2 separate regions of the Anas platyrhynchos genome follow, and region 2 is linked to region 1. The links are chromatin contacts, called in public Hi-C maps. All regions are on one chromosome and are shown on one strand. Each heading gives the region's core, a stretch centred on a gene start, on an enhancer-like site or on the middle of the called end of the contact. The rest is flanking DNA. Distances are from core to core; before and after follow the strand shown. Region 1 overlaps MAST2 (microtubule associated serine/threonine kinase 2). Region 2 overlaps MAST2 (microtubule associated serine/threonine kinase 2).

The links. A called contact is a pair of places that touch in the nucleus more often than the background predicts.
Region 2: a contact with region 1 is called in a Hi-C map of F1 follicle, with 2.6 times the contacts expected there. The contact joins two enhancer-like sites. A contact is called at or near these places in 4 of 8 Hi-C or Micro-C datasets (F1 follicle, F5 follicle, liver and 1 more).

Annotation. Positions count from the first base shown.
Region 1 is chr8:30,009,917-30,015,789 of IASCAAS_PekinDuck_T2T, reverse strand. The region is part of intron 3 of MAST2 (microtubule associated serine/threonine kinase 2); the gene reads right to left. Among named protein-coding and RNA genes, the nearest start is that of MAST2, 28 kb to the right of the region's middle. Within about 2 kb of position 2,094, at least 2 of the 8 cell types and tissues checked have an H3K27ac peak or open chromatin away from gene starts, as enhancers often do. A contact at or near this core is called in F1 follicle, where this site is marked.
Region 2 is chr8:30,062,772-30,068,644 of IASCAAS_PekinDuck_T2T, reverse strand. It overlaps MAST2 (microtubule associated serine/threonine kinase 2), which reads right to left. Exons shown (of 30, transcript XM_038183262.2): 4 at 2,045-2,076. Among named protein-coding and RNA genes, the nearest start is that of MAST2, 81 kb to the right of the region's middle. Within about 2 kb of position 2,219, at least 2 of the 8 cell types and tissues checked have an H3K27ac peak or open chromatin away from gene starts, as enhancers often do. A contact at or near this core is called in F1 follicle, where this site is marked.

The DNA.
Region 1 (5,873 bases), core at 845-3,344:
TCAGATACACATTCATTATTTAGAATGAAATTTCATAGTGAAAATCCTAACAGGACTATCAGTTTTGAATGCCGCTGTGAAGCATATGTTCCTGAATTTATCATGAAAATATGCAGGATTATAGCATATGCATTTTACTTTTCCCACCAGAGATGCCTTAAAGCTGTGACAAAGGTAAATCTCTGCAAGCACCCTAGGCATTGCCTAGTGCTCGGAATTTTGCTCAGAATACTCAAATATGTTCAAAGAAGCTCTTCTGCAATTTGCTTATAACGGCATTTACTCCTCTGCAAAAGGCCTGATTCTCCCCTTCTCCACACTATCAGATCCTTGTCCTCACTTTCAAGTCTTATCACTCAGCCCATGCCGGTATGTTCAATCCTCCACCCAGAACTTGCTCCCCATCTCTCCCTCAAATCCAGTCCCTTCAAGAAAACACAAGTCTGGACAGTGCTTTAGCTCTTCAAGCAACACTTACCTTCTATCTCATCTCCTCAGAGCCACATCTTCCAAAATCCATAACTTACCAAAACTCTCAAAGATTTGCTCATAGACTTCACAGCATAAACAAATGTAAATTGTTAATTAGTATGCATAAATTTAGGCTTCACATAATCTTAATCTTAATCTGGAATCCATTTACTTACCATTTCAGGCTATTACTGCTATTTTAAAACACAATTTCCATGACTTCATACAGTAATAGATTTCATTCACATAACCATAGTCCTCTGCTATCTTCTACTTTTCTAACAATATGAGATTTGTACAGTCAAGTATTAAAAGTTCTTTACACCCTAGAACAAGTATATGGTCTTCATGAGCTGTAACTTTAATTATTTTTGATTATTTTTCAGTTAAAAATATTTTCAAATGTCTTCAGCAACATTTAAACAGTCAACACCTTACCTCCTAAAACACAATCAAAAAGTAAGGTTACCTATAACAAAACATTTTGGAAAAAGAGCAGCTTCGTGTTTCAGAACACACAAATGTAAATGAAGTTTTCTCATCAGACTCAAATGTCTGCTCCTGAGATAAGTATGCAATCAATCAGCAGGAGGTAGCTCTACACACAACTGGCATTAATGGCTTGTCCCCCAACTACTGCTATATTTTTCAGTAAAAAGACAGAGATTACATCTAATTCTTTTGCAAGGAGGTAGAAGCCTAAGCTCTGTGCACTCACATCACTGTGAGTATTCATATTAAACAGAAAGCCAGAGAGTGCAGTGGAAGACCAGCTTTGCAAGCTAATGCTTGATTTGCTAATCAGATACCTGCAAGTCACCACAAACTCTGTTCCTTCCAAGGCCTCATCACTGTGAAATTAGTGAATAATACACAGAGAGTCTGTTAAAGCACGGCAAAACAAGGAGGAGACCCAGATACAGAATTTCCTTTTATAACTAATAGGGTTTTGGAAGCAGAATATAAAAAAATTGAACTTCTAACTGCACTGCATTTCAGCTGGATTTTTCAATTGTTAATTTCTGTAGTGAATTTGCAAACAACACGCTGTTAATGTCCCCTTCTAGCTTCGGTGCACAGGAAAAGATCTCGCTCTTCTTTAGGTTGGCCCTGTAGCAATGGTGTCATTTTGTGTTGAAAATGCAATTCACTATGCTGAGATGAAACCTCCAGTACTTCAGCACCACCTAGCAGGTCATCGACCAAAACACAGTTAGGCAACACATCTTTTGACCCCCAAAAAATGCAAAAAACAACGATTGACCTATTTGCCTCAAAAAAAAAAAAAAAAAAAAAAAAAAAAAAAAAAAAAAAAAAAAAACACTAATCTTATTTTATTAACTATCCTAATCACCAGCTTTCTGTTACCAGAAAACCACTGTTGCAAGCCATGGTGCATTAAAATATGAAGCTAATTCACACTCCAGCTAAAAAAGAAGCCAGATTATTAGCAAGTGGTTACTGTAGAACACAATCACACAAATAGTATTCTTGTGCTGCAAAATCACAAAAAATTACCAGGATCTCTGAAAACCTTTTATTAGAAGTTACTTAGGTCTCAGGGTTAAACTATTTCTCTCAATTGCTACATGCCCACCAGCAGATGGCAGAACATCACCGCAAATTCCTCACCAGGCTTTCCAAACATCAGCAATTGGTTTTAGCCTTAAAACGAATATAAAGGGAATTATCTACATGGTGGCTTTAAAAACCCAAACCTGTAGCCGACTAGCCACTCTCCCTGGTAGCCAAGAATGATGCAGAGGTGAGGCACAACCTTTTGTAATAAAGAGCAGAAAGAGCAAACTGCACAGGGGCAATACACTGCCACAGGAGGTTTATATACTGGGTACAACTGATTCTATTCCTAATACAGCTATACTAAATCAAAAGCAAAGGAATGAAAACTCGGAAAATCAACAGTGAATATTCTCTCCTAAAAAGCACACCTCAACTTGAACGTCAAAACTAATATGCCACAGTGTCAAGTCTGTCTCAATTACCAGGTTTCCAGCACAGTCTCCCTCCCTGCCCCAAGGATGACCATTTGCCCCATTCTGCTCAGAATAACCTAATCCTCAAAGCTTTAGGTAACTGAACGGTCAGGATAGATGAGGCTGAATGGGGGCTGTCACCGGCTCAGTATAATTCAACATGGGAAGTTTTTCAGCGTGTTAGTAATTTCAAGTCCTTGCATCTGAGACTTTCTGTCCTCCAGACTGTTATTCAAAATCTGAGAGGTTTTGTTGTGTGGGTTTTTGTTTGTTTGTTTTATCTACTTCTTGTAGAACAAGACCAGGGAAAGGCAAACTTTCTGACATATTCTACAACATGATTGTCTCATTTTAACCATTACCTTGCAAAGTGAATGTAAAACCGTAAGTCATTTGAAATTTCTGAACAGGAGACTGACTCTGGAAGGAAACCTTAGAAGTCTATCATCAGGATTAACAAAGCACCAACAGTGTAGTCACCAGACTTCATCTCTGAAGATGAAAAAATGACCCAGACCATATATTGTGTGGTACAGAACACAAGGAAGAAAGTTTATACCAACAAGAGACCTGCCACTAAAACAGAATCCTCAACCTAATTTTCAAAAATGATGCTCAGTTTTCAGTTCAAGGAGTACAGGGAGCAGTTTAGAAAACTTAAGTTTGTAAGAAGGAAAGGGAAAAAAAAGGTTCAAAATTGCTTTCACAAAAGTATCAAATTTTCCAATGACAGACTTCCTTGAAGTGTTTTCCCATCACCACAGTTGGCAACAGGAACATGCATGGTTTCTTATTCTTGGAACATCTCTAATTTTTCCAGGCACTAGATAGTGAGCAACGCATGAGAGATGTAGCCCAGGAGTTGGGCTGGATCATCCTTGCAGGTCCCTTCCAACTTGGGATACTCTGTGATTCTCATTTATGGGTAGCACACTATCGGATGTTCTTTCACAAAAAGCTGGAGATGGTGCTTGAAATGTGCTATATGCCAAGGGAACACGCACACACACACTCCTCTTTCTCCACAAACGTAAATACGTATTTGGCAATGGTGTGGTACTCCAGTAGAGCAGCCTATCCTTAACAATAAAAATTAAGGGAAAATCATCCCTTGTCCACCCATACACACTCCAACCCTGGAATATTAACACTTTGCGGCATTGAAGTAAATTGCTTTTGGCAATCAAATTCAACTCTTTGAGTTTTGTCAAAATAACTGTTTGCAAGAAGACGCTCCCAATTCACCTCCTCTACAACAATATTCTCTTCTCAAGCTTTTTCCTTTCTAAAATTAACAAGCCCTGATGCTTTTCATGCCTTTTTTCATAAGAGAATGCATCCTTATCCCCAATCATTCTCATCAGTTGTCTTCAAAGCACAATCCACATCCTAACTCCTTTAAGACAGGGAGTCTGCAAGCCAAGTTTTCAGATAAATGAATCCCCAAACTAAGTCATGAGAGATTTTCCACATTATTATCCTTCTGTTCCTTATATACAGTTTTTCTATCCACCACCCCATATTTTTTTTCCTTCATTTTTACTATGTTTGAGTCTTGAGACCAGAAAACATCAGAGATACTCACAACAAAGCCTGTGTCTATTCCCCCCAATTATTTCTTTGGGTATGTTAGGGAATTAAATTCTTAAATATGGAATAAAAATCATAGGACACTCCTCACCAGGATGTCCATCTACTACAATCACAAACGTGTGTCTTAGAGCTCACGATGAACTGAAGGTAGGAAGTCCTCACATATTTAGAAGGCACACCGATCTGATCAACATCACAAGAGCACTTGGCATTCAGGCTATGATGGCTTCCTTTTCAAGTCAAGGATCTAGTAGCAACTGCTATGCAGGCACATTAAATCAGATTATCACACATGCAAAGAGCTAAAAGGTTCTAACAATAAATTATGGTTATGAAGTTTAGCATGTTAGAATATCATTTCCAATTCTTGAGCTGTTGCTAATAAGTAGCCTAGCTATCAGTCTTGTTTCAGAAGTTACAAACTAATTTCTAAGCAGTTGCTACCATTAATTTATTGTTTCACTTTGTAAACAAAGTCGGGAAAAAAAACACACAATTTAAGCACAACAGAAAAAAAAAAAAAAACAACACTACTGAATACCAATACATTGATACCTACAGTACCATAAAGTGGAAGCAGAAATAACGCACGTAGCTCTGAGTATTATGCCTTTCCAGTACCACACTCTCATTTCTCCCTAGCTATGCTTCTATTGTATTAGTAACAAATAATAGGAGAATTAAATGCTCTAACAATCAAGGCTGGCACATTAAAACGACACTCTGCATTACTGAACCTACTCATCTCTTAATAGAGCTATTCTTCTAAGAAGATTAATTATACTGGCAAGAAACCCTTTGCTGTTCTAATTTGTGAAACATATTTCAATACCACAAGCATTATTAGAAGAGCTGCAAACACGTAACTAGCTCCGAGATCCCAGGACTCACTGCATTTAATTAGGTGTTCATCCTGTGACCAGCTCTTTAGTCATTGCTTTAGAAGCCCATTTCATATAAAAAAAAAAAATTAATTTCTGGGCTTAATTAACTGCAACTGCAATTAACATACAGCCCACCATAAACCATACAGAGGTAGGAAAACGGCCATATACTTCAGTACCTAGCAACAACACAAAAGGACTAACACTGGATTTATAGCTAAATTTGTCTGCTTTAATTAGAAAGATTATTATTTTAAAATAAATTATTGACATTGCACTTCATATCAGAGCATTTGATAGACAGCACAAACACTGCCATGACAAACTGAAAATACATCACATTAATATGCAGCACTACCATGCAAACACATCTGCAGCCCACTGAATTGTGCAGAGCTGTTAAACAACAAAGCAGGATTCCAAATTAAATATCTGAGAACTAATGCTTTGGTTTAAAGCACAGCTATTTTCATTAAGCTATAAAACTTCAAGGTATTTGCCTACCACCAGGCAATAAATCTGTATTTTAATGTTTTGCTTTTTCCCTTTTTTCTCTTTTTCTTTTTTTTTTTTTTTTCTCAAGACCCCACCAGATAAGAACTTGGATGCCACTCTCACGTGCCAATTTTTACTTCTATTCATATAGAGAAATTACAACCACTGCTAAGAATAAATATTTAAGACTAAAACTGATAGAAAAGTATCTACTGACAGGCACCAATCTAAGACAATACAATTAAATCAAATCAATGCAGTAGCACATCTAAAAATGCTAAGACCACAAACACTTCATTGTGAAATTAAAACACAAACACATGGATGTTTTAACATCAAAGATTTTAATTTGTTTTCAAATCCTGGTGGTACCAAACTGCCAAGGATTCACAAAAAAAGTCTAACTGGTAGCAATCTAAAGGCTACTACATACAAG
Region 2 (5,873 bases), core at 970-3,469, 53 kb before region 1:
CTCCAAAAGAACTGAGAAATGCTGACAGTATGTATTTTAAGAGCACATTATTAGACCACCCTTTTCGACAGAATGGCTGAATAAATTCATAAATATGTTTATTTTATTTATATATACACACATACACTATAATTATTGCCTTTTTTGATATAATTTTCTCCAATTCCTGATTCAAAGACTAACAGTGGATTTTATTTTTTTAAATCAAATACTCTAATACTGAAATATCTGAATCAACTCCATAGGACCTGCTTCAATGAGCCCATATGCTTATCATCAACACAAATATGCATAAGCCACAATGCACTACTGACTTCTTAAATAGTTATACTTTTCAAACAAAACAAAAAAAAATCATTTGGTAGAATTGACAACAGAATCTATGATTCCAGAAAATACAAATAATCAACTAGATAACAAGTTCAACTAACCGAATACATTTCAATTCTCCCTAGACTTTTAGTCTCACTAGTAGCTGCAACCTTGTTTAAAATTTATAGCCTGGATCTTCCCGACACAGGTTGCTGAATTTCTTCACATAATGATGGCTTAAAAGGCATTAACTTGTGGAAGAAAACTAAAGTAAAGTAATAGAAACTAAAGGTGTTAAATCAGTGTAGAAAGAAAACATTCAGTCATTCAGTTTAGTTACTACTAAATAAAATGTTACACATCTGAAGGATTTCATTTACATCTCAAATATTTCAAAGGTAAGTGTATGTGTAGTTTAGTGTCATACCCACCTCCACACTTGAATGAGGGAAGGGAAAATCTCTGGCATCGTCAATTTCAATTCCAAAACTTTTGTTATAAAAATATCTAAGTTATATTAAATAAACAAACAAAAACCCTGTTGGTAACTCACTACTCCAGCAATTTTTCAAAGCACCTTCACAATCTTAAACTCCTGAACATCACCATTCTTACAAATCTAGCAAATATAGCTAAACCAGCCTTTAAGGCATGCTGATATATATATATATATATATATATATATATATATATATATATATATATATATATATATATATATATATATATACATATATATAAATAAATAAATAAATAAATAAAAGCTATCAGAGTTTCATGTTCTTCTTTACCTAACTCACTGAGTGTTTCACCACTGTCATGTGAACTAAGTAAAAAGGTTTGGTCATACCCCATTTAAAAGAAAAAAAAAAAGCCCTTTTGATCCGTTGTATTGTTCAGCACTGAATTACTGGCACTACACAGCATTTTCCAAATGCTGCCTCTTATACAAAGGAGAGAGCTCACATTAAAAGATTGAAAGTTTTTTCTCATTAAAACCAGAAACCTGAGGAAGAAAGGTTATATGCTTTTGTGAGCTTTGTCTAGTATACAAGCTTTGGGAAGCAATTTTAAATCATAATGCAACAGCAGCCAGTTCAAATGCTTTCTCTTTTATACAATGCAATCAATAATGCAATTTGTTCCACCACAAATCTGTAAGTATGGTAAAGTTCTCCTACTACCACTGAAACATTTGCTAAAATTTTTAAGCACCATGTACTAGAACAGAAATATATATATATATATTTGTTTAAACTTAAGTTTAAAAGCCTACTTTTTCCAACATTTGCTACTTTATTAAAATATCTCTATTATACTGACTGTTTATTACACAAACACCTGACCCAGGAATACGTATGGGGATTTCTGTCCACTTGGACCATTTGAAGAGCAGCGATCGAAGTTGTCCTCATCACATAAATAATAAGTGACTGCCGTGGAGTCACTTGAGGGATGTCAGTGCAAGCAACACTCAACACCACAGCTACTTCCATATGGGGGTCAACTGAAACTGGTAATTACAAGTAAGCTTACACTACTCCTATCTTTCCTACTATACTTAAGGAAATGAACAGGGGTTTAATCTCTGAGAAATGCAAGCTGTTGCCATGTGTATGACTGATTCTGTCAGAGGAAAGAGAGTTAGCTGCCTGTTTATATGACTTCCACAAGGGAACAGCTATATGTGTTCAAAACAAAGAAGCATCAAATAAAGAATAGCTCTACTTACAAGCTTCCTCTTCTAGGTAGACTGAGCTCCTTCTGGAAAACAGAAAGAAAACGGAGAGTTAATTTTACATGCCAATATGTATTACCCACCTACATATCAGCGAATGGACAAGGCCTTGAGAAAACAGCGGTTTGCACCCAAGCAGCAGGATCAGGGAAGCCTTGGGATTTCAAGGCAAGGGTTTCACTTTGTGCTGTGATTCTGTGTAAGGCAGCAGCAAGCCCTGGCAGCCAGCAGCCCGCAGCAGCCCGCGGCCCGGCGCCACCAGGTGGCAGCAGGCGGCCGCGGGCGGCAGGGGGCAGCGGGAGCGCGGCGGGGTCCCGGAGCCCTCCCTCAGCCAAACCCGGGGCGTGGAGAAAATCAGTCCCTTTCCTTGTCAGTCCCCTCGGAAAGCCAGTGCAGGCTGTGCCTGTGCCGTGCCAGCGGTGGGCAGGGGGCAGGACACCTGAATGAGGCCTTAGAAGCGGCCCCTGGCAGGTTCTGGGGCTGCTGAATTTCAGCTTTTCGCACCAAAATGACAAGTATGTGGCCAAGTTCAGTTCCTGGCTTCCAGAGTGCTGACCTAAGTGATGTATTTTTCTTCCCCCAAAGGAAAAAAAAAACAACTAATTTTTTTCGACTGAATATTGAAGACAGTGAATGGAAAAAAAAAATCCATAAAATCTGGTAACCACTTCTCCATGTTTAGATACGGCGTTGATGTAGATTTAAATGATTAATAAGGCTACTGACAAACCATCAGTACTGCTTTGCTAAGTCATATACGGGACACCAGTTCAAGTTTTTCAAAGGTACCAAAAATTCGCAGCTACTAGAACTAAAAAAAAAAAAAAAAAAAAAAAAAAAAGTCCAAAAACCTGCTCCTCTTATTTTCCAGTATGAGTTCTCTAAAGTTGGAGATTTCGTTGCAGCTTAACAGCACCGAGCAAATTTCATGTGTGAATTATCACAAGCCTGACAGCTTACAGCATCAAGAAATAAATTCCTGTCATCAGACAAACTTGTCAAGATCTAATCAAAACATTTCAAGTATGTAAGATAATAAATCATTAGCATCGATAACAGGTTGTATGTTTTATATTCTGAAAGGTACTGCTTCCACTCTCATTTGTTCGAAAGAATTAAAGTTTCCAACTGTGAAGTCTACATGGCGATGACTGCTCCCTGCCACTGCAAATGGAGAAATCCATATCATTATTATGTGCCTTACACTATGCTATGTTTACGTACAATAGACATGCATATATATGTATTATCTCTCCTGCACCATGTGGGCAGATGTTTTTCATTTATCCCCTTTAAAGAAGACCTAGCAGAACAAAGGTGCCTAGCAGGGCGTGCCTCTTAGAGCCAAATGCTGTGCTTCCATTTCTTCCCAAACAACCTGCCCCAGAAATTCTCCAACTGGACGCACTCAGCTCTGAAATTTCACGGTACTGGCTGAAAAAGGAAAACGGCGACCTTTAAGTCTCTGTATCTGCCTTCTAATTTTTGAGCCTTTAGGTTCATGTTTACAAGCTGTGCTCTGGTCATGAGGGCTGAAAGAGATAACACTCCTTTGTAGCAGCGAGGCTCCAGTAATTGGGACTCTGACATATAGACAAAATACCACAGGAATCCTCATCCAGTAATAGGAGTGGACGAGCCTTTTCTTTCCTCTACTGCACATTTGTTTTACTCGCATGATAAAAGCTTTAATACTCCCTCTATTATAGCTGTTTCTGGAATAAATATATACAAGGTTAAAAGAAGGATTTGGGCTATGGTCATGAAATCATCTTTTTGAAATCTGTGATCAACTGAGTTTCCAAATAAAGAAGAAAAAGTACCACCAGATGACATCTCAATGCGGGTGAACTATTATTCTATCCATGTAGCAATCGTTTTCACTCCATACCCCCACCTTGACAAATACAGTGCAGCTGTGGGATCAATAGGCAGTAGTTCAAATTTAATACCTCTGTGCTCTAGACAACAAACAGCACAATCAAAGCAATCAATTTTTATACCTGTTGTTCCACTATGCCTCATCTCACATTAGTCTTAAAATCCCCTTCAAAAGCCCTGCCAGTCATGCACCAAGCTGTGCCCACTGCCCCAGCACTTTCCCTTCCCTCTGGAGAACCACCAAGCCTGCACCCTCCCAGCTCTTCACCTCCTTTTGCTTCTCCAAAGCAGATCTGGTAGCAACACCGCTTATAATCCTCTGAATTAAATTGTGAAATGGTGGAACTGAGGCCAAAGCATCAGAGCTGGAAATTGCATGATAGTGAGCACCAGAATTAACAGCTTTGCTCCTCCTGAATCACCAGTGAGTTGGTGTCTACAAAAGTCACCTCTCAGCAAAGATGACAGACAATGCCTGGAGGTGGCAACAAGGAGGAAGCAGACTGCAGTCAGAACTGATGCCCTGGTTCAGGATGCTTCCTAGGGGCTGCTGCCTCTCAGGAGGGCATCACAGATCTCCAAGGAAGGAGTGGACAATGAAAATGCATACCACGGATGAGGACTTGTTCACATGGGGGAGACTCAGCTGGATCTTGAGATGGCTTAACAGTTTAATGCATGCAATGGGACCAATTGAGTTGAAATCTAAAAATGATGGGGTAATTGCAAATATGTGAAGTAGCTCTACAAAAACGCTGATTAAATAATTACGCAAAATATAAAAGTCCAACCGCATTTCACAACTACCCTATAAAAGCAAAATTCTGCTCAGAAGCAGTTTTATAATACAGACTAACTGTTTTAGATACTAAATGATTAGGGAGGAGGTGTGATTTGACTGGCTTCCACCCACTCCACAGAGGAGTCTGGCATTACATGTCCCTACATCCTTTAAAAATAAATCCTATTTAAAGACGTAAGATAACCAATAAAAGAGAGCTGAGCTGTGATCGCTTGGTCCAAAAAACTATTTACAAGGTGCAGATGTAACCCCTTAAGTAAACATGCTATTTAATCCTAAAGGCATTTCCATACTGGAGCACCCTTCCAGTGAGAATGACACATGAACATTGGGGATTTCGGCTGGCCTTTTCCACCAGCACACCAGCTTCCCTCAGCACTTCATCTGCCTGCCCCTGTACACATCACCAATATTACTCCAGCCTGCCTCCTTGCCACCTGCCCTGTAGGTTAACAAAACAACCCTCTAAGTAGAGCCTCACTTCTTACATTTGACTTACACGCAGTGATATATAGCGTAGGAATATTTTAAAACATTGTTCCACTTTATTCACAAGGAAGTTTTGGAAGTGGGAACAAATAACCACTTTCACAGATCCTACGTCACTAAAAAATAAGAAGCATATTAAATCTTGCAGTGCCCAAACGACAACAACAGGCTGTTCCAAGTTAATCTTTGCATCAGTTCCGTATTTCAAGGCACAGTTATTAAACATGAAACCTGATCTCTACATGACAAAAGAAGCAGAAGATTTTCCAACACCTAGTTAAAAATGAATCTTGGGAAAGAAATAAGGCATCACAGAATTATCAAAAGCTGGGTCTGATACCCTCCTTCAAAAGAGTTCCTTATATTTGTTTCCTCCTATCTTACCATCTCAAATAATGTAGATATAAAATCTGTTAGAGGCTGTAACACACTGCAGTTCAGGTTTCACAATAAATGAATTAGATCCTCATTGGCACTGTTATTTTTCAGGCAGCAAGCCTGAAGCTAAAACAGAAAATATATTCGCCATTTTAAGAGGGGTTTTTTGGTTACATAATATATAGTTTAGTGTATACATCCGAAAATGTATTCTATAGTGACCTCTTGTATACAGAAACTGTTTTAAAACAAAATTGTTTCACAGAACAGAAC